Regions from separate parts of the Mus musculus genome. Here region 2 is linked to region 1. Evidence: chromatin contacts called from public Hi-C data. All regions are on one chromosome and are shown on one strand. Each heading gives the region's core, a stretch centred on a gene start, on an enhancer-like site or on the middle of the called end of the contact. The rest is flanking DNA. Distances are from core to core; before and after follow the strand shown. Region 1 has its middle 17 kb from the start of Olig3. Region 2 overlaps Gm33104 (predicted gene, 33104).

What was found. Hi-C and Micro-C count contacts between places; a contact is called where the count stands out from the background.
Region 2: a Hi-C map of double positive thymocytes shows a contact between it and region 1, with 2.0 times the contacts expected there. The contact joins two enhancer-like sites. A contact is called at or near these places in 5 of 39 promoter capture datasets (the 3T3-L1 cell line, 3T3-L1-derived adipocytes, the C10 cell line and 2 more), 4 of 484 Hi-C or Micro-C datasets (the 63-12 cell line, the P5424 cell line, double positive thymocytes and 1 more), 1 of 115 datasets of contacts at active chromatin or transcription factors (embryonic hindbrain) and 1 of 9 other capture datasets (embryonic stem cells).

What each region holds. Positions count from the first base shown.
Region 1 is chr10:19,370,949-19,375,398 of GRCm38.p6, forward strand. No RefSeq gene overlaps it. Among named protein-coding and RNA genes, the nearest start is that of Olig3, 17 kb to the left of the region's middle. Within about 2 kb of position 2,998, at least 27 of the 459 cell types and tissues checked have an H3K27ac peak or open chromatin away from gene starts, as enhancers often do. A contact at or near this core is called in the P5424 cell line and double positive thymocytes, where this site is marked.
Region 2 is chr10:19,490,145-19,494,813 of GRCm38.p6, forward strand. Gm33104 (predicted gene, 33104) reads left to right here. Exons shown (of 4, transcript NR_152784.1): 2 at 811-873. Among named protein-coding and RNA genes, the nearest start is that of Gm33104, 5.8 kb to the left of the region's middle. Within about 2 kb of position 1,762, at least 26 of the 459 cell types and tissues checked have an H3K27ac peak or open chromatin away from gene starts, as enhancers often do. A contact at or near this core is called in the P5424 cell line and double positive thymocytes, where this site is marked.

The DNA.
Region 1 (4,450 bases), core at 1,748-4,247:
GTGCACAGTAAGAACAAAAGCTGCTCATTTTCCTTGTATGAATAGTCACATTAAAAAAATGATACAATGAATCTCCCTTCCCATATCTATTAATTGAAGCCATCTCTAAAATCTACTAATCTTTTACATATGCATATATATTGTATATTTTATATATATTGTAAGGGCTCTTCTACATGCATTAAACATACCACTCATGTCCCTTCTTCTGTGCCTACTTTTGAGAGTGCAGAAAATAAGAAACATAACAAAATATTTTTAAATGAATTTCTGACTGTCCTTCTGTAAAGCTCTTCTCTGAGAGACCATCCTAGACTTCTCTCAGGTATAAAGGCTCCATGACTAAAGGAGCTACTTCCTTAACCAAATTTTACTGATTCCTTTAGAGATTATTTTGAACAATGACAACAACAAAACACACACACACACACACACACACACACACACACACACACACACGCAGAGAAACCCCCACAAAACCTTTGAGCTTTCATTTTAACCCCTTCATTTCTAAACTAATTTAGAAGTACCTAGAAAGTTAAACGTTTGCTTCCGGACATTTTGCCAAAATATGCAAGCAGAGTTAAGACTCACTCTAATTTCTACTGTTTCCAAAAGAGGTTTTGTGAACTTGTGGCAGCCTTATGCAGATGAACAGTGGTAGTGACCTGACTGTGTCCCCTGGTGCAAGCTCCGTCCCCTTTTTAGCCTCATTAATCTTCAGCCAAAACATAATTACTACTATAGAAAAAAAGCGAGTCAGACAGTTTATGATGGCTTTGAAAAGGGAAGCAGCTGAGGGTTTCTTTTCCCTCAAATAAATACAGGCTAGTTCTGAAACTAACAAGAATGCGTAGCGGCCTCCGAGAAGAAGTGAGGTTACATTTAATTTTAGTTTTTCTGGTATGGGAATAAGAAAAAGGAGTATGTTGTCAACTGTTACAATCCATGCTTGTCACTTCTTGATGCTGGGTGGTCCTTTCTGGTGACTAGAACTCTTGTGGGTTTTTTTTTTTTTTTTTGGATTGCATGGTAGGCCATCAGCCGACTCCCGGATTTCTGGGAGACATGGCTATCTCTCACACCTCCGCTGTATGCTGAACAACTAATTTAACAGTTGACTTGATTTAGAAAATAACAAAAACAAACATGTCTCTTAAATCTCTCATTCAAAGAGGTTGCTTGTTGTGGAAACCATGGAAGTTAAGACATTAAATTCTACTTTCTTGTTTTAAACGCGTTTTACATATATCACCACCAATCAGCTTGTAAATTTCTGTTGGTCCTCAATCCAGGCCTGTAAAGGAGCTGAAAAGTGTCTCCGTGCTCTCAAAGGACACACCTGTTATCTGAAACAGTTTTTTACCAGCTTGTTAAGTGTCTTTGACAGATCAAAGACCCCAGACAATAGGCACAAACTTTAACAATAGCGTAGCCTTGAGCAAAAAGTCCTATCAAAGCCAGGCCTGCGCCCATGGCATTCTGGCCTGCAACTGAAAATAAATTTTACTTGAATAAGTACCTCAGCCGATTAGAGGAGCTGCCTCTGCTGAAACAAAAGCAGTTGGGGATAAGTTATTGACTGCACTGACAGCCTGAATGAACTTCATTATGCCAGCCCACTCTTGGTAAATGTGTCAGGTTTTAAACTGAATTAGGTGGCAGGTGCATAGACCATTTTCCTGCTCCCCCTGAGACGGCAGACAGCCAATCATCACCTGATTCTACAGACAAATGTTTAGATTTGTTTTTCATATTGCACAGTCATAAGTGAACACACATTTAAATATCTCTTCCTTATCCTCCCTCACGGACATGTTCCGTTCCCATGAGCAGGTCTTACCCACATTTTGATATAGTGGGATTCATAAAGACCCAGGCTACCATCCTACCCCTCCCTCCCCTCCCTCCAGGACATAGGTTTCAGAGACTATTCTGTGTTTTCTTGTGGTTATTGGACTCTTGGCCTTGAAACCGTAGTGCCTGTTTTATTCTAAGCGTCTAACATTGAACGACACGTATTCTGAATCCAACCTATCCACCTTAAGAAGTTTTGAGAAGAAGGGACACTCCAATAGGCTTGAACTTGGAAAACGACACACTGAACTGGTGTTCCATCTGGGAGCTAGATTACGAAAGTCAGATATTTTAATGTGTATAAAAGGTTTCCCTGTAGTTAAGTCCAGAAAATTGCATCACTGACTGGTATTTCTCTACCCTGAAGCATCAGGACATGGACATATCTATCAATCCACGTTGCTTATGTACTTGGCATTTGGACATTTTTTGTTTTATGATCTTCCCTAGACCTATAAGGATAAATGCAAGATCAGCTAAACTTCGGATACTTTGGTGGCAGCTCTCATTACTTAATCATGAGAAAGGACTATTAAGACTCCTAAAAATGAAAATTTAGACTTCCGCTCAGAGAACAAGAGAGTTGGCGTGGATTGTCGGCTGCGGGCCCTATTAAAGTTAATGAGCACGAAGATGCCTTTTTCCTAAGTGTCTTAAACATTGGAAGCCTCCTCTCCCAGCAAATATTTAGCTTCTGAATAATCTTTTATTATTCAGGTTGAAGAGTTGCGCTTCCCTCCTCACATCAAGATTCAGGAGTAGAACTCCTTTCAGAGTTGTGAGCTCGACTTCTGAGAGATGAATCATGACACTGTTTTAAAATCTTGTATGAGAACATTGGACTAGTCTGTTGTTCTTGTTGTAACAGCTGAGCACAGTCTGGCTTGATGCTCTAAAGTTCTGAATAGTATTTGCTTCAAAATATTGTTCATCTGAATTCAATGGTTCATTTTTTTGATAGAAAGGATTTGAGATGTTTTGACGTCTAGAAAAGCAGTGGTATTCTACAATGTGTATGTGTGAATGTGGATGGCAGATACCGTCCGGAGTACAGAACAGGCTTTCCTTTAAGGCTGTCTGAAGGCTGCCTCCAGTTAACACAGAGAAGGGGCTCCACAACGGCTCTCACTTGCTGGAGCAGTTCCTCCCCCCCCCCAACCACAGCAGATGGTGTTTCATAGTTGGTCACAAATGGCTGTCAGCGAGTGTTTGTCTGCCTGCCAGCAACCTGTGGTTCAGGGACTCCCTGCGAGAGTGTACCAGCCTTGCCTCTGCTGGAAGCAGCATCTGAGAAAGTGATCTGTCCTTTCTTGTCAGGCGCAGAATGAGCCATCTTACTTTTAAAGTGTTGACAAGGGGGATATGAAAGAAGTAAGGAGAGAGACTGCCCGGCTGACATTACCTCAGCCTCAGCTCTTGGAGATTCATGCAGATGAATCTAAATGAGGGCTTTATGACAATGGTGTGGTCACCAAATACCATCTTGGAGCCATCTCACTTGGAGTACCAGCACTTCCTGCGGGGCCTTGCTTGAACCTGCCATCAGACTAGTTTTGATCCTCAGAGCAACAGATCTTCCTTCACCCCAGGGCCTCCCTAAGTCACACTTCATACCCAAGTGACCTTCAGTGGCACTGCCTTGGATAAATGGCGAGGGAAATCCCAAGAGTGGCAAAGGTTCCAGCCACCATCCCTTTGGCTTCTGGCATCACCCCCAATTGGAAAGCAGGTTGCCAGCCCATTAATCTTTGCAGATGTAATGCCTCCAATACACGGACAGCTACTAATGAACCAAAGGGAAAGAATGGAAGAAAATGAGAGAGTGAGAGGGAGACCCAGAAGAGGGATTTGGAAGGAGATGACATTTATTGAGAAGCTCTGATATATCAAGTGTTGTGGGCATGGCTGGCATCAAATGTTTGATACTCCCGCTAATGTTATCAGTTAGGCATCAGCGTCCTACTTTATGCTTGGAGATCTGAAAGATTCTAACTCTGGCCAATACATTTGAGGCTAAAGGCTGGTATGACCCTTAAACCCTGGCTTCACCACCTCACATTGCCCACTCCTTTCAGCCTTCATGTCCTTGTTTGTGAGATGGAACTAGTCTAATAATACTTGCTTTGTTAAGTCATTGTAAAGGGTAAAGTTGATAAGTAGCTACTTTGAACAATCTTGGACAAGAGCAAGCATTCTACAGTGGTGTGTTTTATTCTTTCCTGTGTTAATGTACTTCACACATTTGTTTTGGAGTCTGGCCAGTGGCCCCTTGCAAGCGAGTAACCTTTTAGAATTATCACTAGAAACATGGCCAGTGTTCCAGTTACCTGTTCCTTTGACATTATATCAGATGCTGAATTCTGAGTCTCTATTATAATTCTGTGTATACATATGCAAAGGGCAGCAACCTTTGTATTCCAAAGGAGTTACCTACTCTAGCCATCCCTCAGTCTGTCCTCCTTCCCTTCTTCCTTTCTCCCTACCTTTCTCTCCATCTCTTTGTTGGTCTTTCTTCCTTACTTTTATAGAGGCTGGAATTGATTGTTGAGGCCCTGTACACACTGCAGGAAAGCCCTCTTCTGAGCTATATATA
Region 2 (4,669 bases), core at 512-3,011, 120 kb after region 1:
AGCAAAACAATTGGGGGGGCATATTCATTAAATGAAATATAAAAACTCTAACTTGCTCATTGAAAACTAAGTACTTGTAGAGGAAACAAAGACACTTTATTTTCTTATTCTGCAGGAGTATTTCTAATATAATAAGACACCGAGACTGTGTTTAGCTCAAAGTCTATATGGTTGACTCCAAAGTTCAAAATTGCTTTGTTAGATGTAAGCCTTTGTCCCTGGACGGACAGGCTTCTGTCTCTTAGGAAAGAAAATTAAGTTGTATTTTCTATGTGGTGGTTCCTGAATGCAGAATTTTAGATCCGCTTTAATAAAACACGTGGCTGTGTAAGATTTTATGTTAGTAACGGTGATGGAAAGAACATTGATTTATTATTATTATTATTATCATTATTATTATTATAGAAAATTTATGATCACAAATTCAGCATCTATCAAAGAGTTTGGCCACAGTGCACCAAAAAAGCCTCCACCTACTGGGCAATGTTACGACAGGGCAAGATAAAAGCAAAGCTGGTTCCCTTCTTCCCATCACAACAAAAAGGTCGATAAAGCACACACTTGATATCAAACAGAGCTTCCTGCTGGCTTCAGTTACCTGGGAGTCTGGAGCCTGTGGTTTGAGTAATGTTCTGTCCACAATGCCGGGCAGCAGAAGCATAGAGAGAATGTCGGGCTTCCAGCCGGCTGAGCGAGCGCCTAACAACTTCAGACTCATTCTTTATTCTCCATCAGAAACGATAGCAAATGTGTTAAAAGGAAAAAAAAAAGTATTCACCGATCTTCTGATGTTGCCTTTTTTGGTGCTAGGAATTGTGTAACAGAGGTGATCCAGACGAGGTGATCCGCCCTTGAGCTACCTTCCAGGGTCATGTAAGTTTGCAAAAGAACCGAAAAGGAAGAGTTTTGCATAGTTCCTCTTGAAAACAAATGGTTTTTGTTTGTTTGTTTTATGTTTGTTTGTTTGTTATTGTGGAAAATTCCTGAAGAAATAAGATAGAGGTTGCTGGGGTGGGCACTGCAGATGACCAGGTGAAAACAGGACCAAACAGAGTACACATGTGCAGCATAAGTGCAAACATTGTAACTTTTATCTCTTTGATCCTGAGAAATTTTGTCAAAGTAATGACGTTAATATTTTTAAACTCTATATTTTGGTATGCAATAGGACATTTATCCTAGAGTCCATAAGAATGATTTTTTTAAATATGAATGCTTATATCAGTACTAAAGAGGACTCTGCTTGAATCCTCAGGTACTTACCTCATTTTCAAGTGTATCAATTAAAAAGATTACATAATAGGTGCTCTGAGTGGACACATAATTTTCTCACCATTTCTAAACATTCCTACCAAAAGTATAACGTTTAGCTGCCACCCAAACGGTGGAAATGCATATGTACATCTGCGACTTACAAACTGTGTTTTGAGAAACGCTTGTGAGGGAATGCTGCAGCTGCTGATAGGTTGACCTTTAGATTAAAGGAAGGAGAAGACAAACAAAATTCTGGCATGACTGAAACAGAGTGGTAGAAGCCCCGGAGAAGGACCACCAGGGGGCAGCATCCTCAAGCGGTTGTGATGGGGTGAGGCGCCCCCCCCCCCCCCCGCAAGGTTGTTGGTTAGCTCCAGCTATTTAGAACCAGAACCGTTTTCTGATTTCCAAGTTAAAACCCCTAAGTACAAAAACATGTGTCCCCACCCCCAATGTGAAACGGACGAAATTCAAAAGCAAAAATAATACTTTATGCAGCTCAGCATGTACCCTACATCGTTCTGAGCGATGTACATGGATCAAGCAGCTGCCATGACAACCTTTGCAGTGTAAACACTGTTGCTAGTACATTAAAATCACGTGTGCATTTATATGATGCATTGTCTATGATTTTTAATTGAAATTTACAAATGAGGAAACCGGGACACAGAAGTTTATCACGTGCTCATGCCATACAAATACCAAATACCAAGTACCAGAGCTGAGATTCGGACCAAAAGCTCTGGCCCAGAGATCAGATCTGAGACTGAGCCAACAGACTGAGGCTCTCAAGGCAGTGTTTCCTTGTTGGCGCACTATCAAGTTCAGCTACCAGCGCAAGGTCCAACTTATGGCCTTGTCTGGAACACAGCTTCTGTGTGCTGAATCTCTTGAAAACACTTCCCCCGAAAGTTTTACCCCAACAATGCTGCTTTCTTCGTAATCGTGGCTAAATTCTCAGCTCTGGCCAACCAGCATTGAGTATCCAGCAAGGATTTTACTTTAGTAGTTCTGGTATCTTGTTCATCACAGATGGTTCTTCATCCCCAGCTAACCAAAACTACAGATCCTTCACACAAAATGTCCTGTAGAGTCTTTTCTTCCCGCTGACACTGCACAAGCTAGGCCTCCAGGTTTTTTTTTTTTTTTTACTGTTTGCAGCAAGCTCTTACAGAAGTGACTCAATGGCTTTTCTAGCCCCAAGTTTCACAGAACAGTTCATCCTCAAAAGCAGTGAGGACAGGAACTCAAACAGGGCAGGAGTTCATTCAGGGCAGGAGCTGATACAGAGCATGGAGGGGTGCGGCTTACTGGCTTGCTCCTCATGGCTTGCTCAGCCTGCTTTCTTGTAGGAGGCCAGGGATGGTGCCACCTACAGTGGCTGGGCCCGGCTCCATTGGTCACTAATTGAGAAAATGCCTTACAGCTGGATCTTAAGAGTCATTGTCTCAAGTGAGGCTCCCTCCTCTCTGATTCCTCTAGCTTGGGTCAAGTTGACATAAAACCAGCCAACATTTGGGTCTGACCTGCTTCAGGGATGTCTTAGTTACCTTTGTATTGTTGAAAAGGGATCATGACCAAATGTTTTCTCTTAGAAAAGAAGACATTTCACTGGGTGCTGGCTTACAGCTTCAGAGGATTGGTCTTTTGTCACCATGGCAGGGAGCATGGCAGCAGGCAGGCAAGCAGGCAGCTTTACATCCTGTTCCACGGGCATCAAGAAGACAGAGGGAGAGACACAGGGCCCAGTGTAGGCTTTTGCAGTCTCAAAGTCCACTCTCAGTAAGACAACACCTCCTAATCCCCCTAAGCCTTCTCGGTTTCATAACCTGGTGACTAAGAATTGAAATTTGGAAGCCCGCGAGAGCCATTTTCGTGTAAATCACCATAAGGAGAGATGGGTATCAAACATGAGAGGGGTCACCGTGCTTCTGCGGTTTTCTCAGATACCACAAGCTTGCACATCTCAGATCTCCAAGCTCCACATGGAGGGAGACCATGTTTGAGGATAGTATATCTATCTAAGGCAGTATAACATCTAAGACAGATATATCTAATATATGTATAATATATATCTAACATAGATAATATATGTATAATATCTAAGATAGGTATAACACCTAAGGCATCTGGGACTGAAATAAAAAATTTAGTAAGGGAGACTTGATTTTTGTGTTTTAGAAATGGAGAAAGGATGGATCCTATTTGAATGCTGAGCCAAAGTACACCTCTAGCAAGTGAGATTAGCCTTGGACATGTTTTTAAATAGTAGCATGAAAGATTAGAAACATGACCACCTTTAAGTTCACAGATGCTAGCGGGGAGGGAAAGCAAGCCTACATTTTGGAGTGTGTATTAGGAACAACATGTTTTGAAAAGTTAGCAAAGGCAAGTGAGGAGAGCAAGATGACACTAAAGAAAACTAGCATTCATCAAGACCATTACAGAGATGACAACTGCTTGCTGGTTAATGTTCATCTGGCTCAGACCAGCAGGTGCACATGTGTGGGTGCCAGAGGTCAACCTCCCACCATGACTCACTCTTGCTCCTGCATAGACCCCTATTATTGTCAATGAGAGAAACAGCTCGCCTCAACAAGATAAGAGATAGTTTATTCTAGAGCCAGTTATGAGTGACTATGGCTCAGGAACACAGATTTTACTTTCTCCAAATACCACGTTCCAACGAGGTAGCAATTTCGTGCTTTTCCAGAAATAGGGAACCCCAAATTAAGGTACTTTTTAAATGTATTAGTGCAAACATTTGATAAGCAGGTTACAACAAAGAGGTGGACTTTTTGGAATACCTTAGATGCTATCCAGTGATGCTACTAGCTTTTGGGTTGGTAGAAGCCAATAGTCTGTAAGTTCATTCATTCAAGGTTCTACCTTGAAGTCACAAGGACAGGAACAGAAAAAACAAAACAAAAAGAAGACAAAACAAAAAACAAAAAACAAAACAAACAGACAGGAACAGAAAAAAACAAAACAAAAAAAGACAAACAAACAAAAAAACAAAAAAACCCCACATCAGCGGGAGGTCTGAAGATGACTCAAGATAAAGTTTAATTAGGGTCTGAACCTGCAACACACTGCTGGATTCACAGTCTCCAAATTTCTAAAGTTAACCAGCCTCGCTGAAGGGTCAGTGAAAGGTGGTTTCCTTCACAGCAAGCAACAGGATGTGTTTGTTTAAACAGCTGAGACTTAGACTTACTTAATGCCAGGAATCTGCTCTGCGCTCACTCAGAGCATGGTGATAGTGGTGTGGTTTAGAGCCTGACCTTAAACTTAGAGATCTGGGAGTTTCGGAGAAACTGAAAACAGACACGTTAGTGACTAAAGAGAAAGGTGAAGATATGGACAAGTGAACAAAAACGCCCAGAATTCAAGGTCAGACAGTGGGACCGGGAGA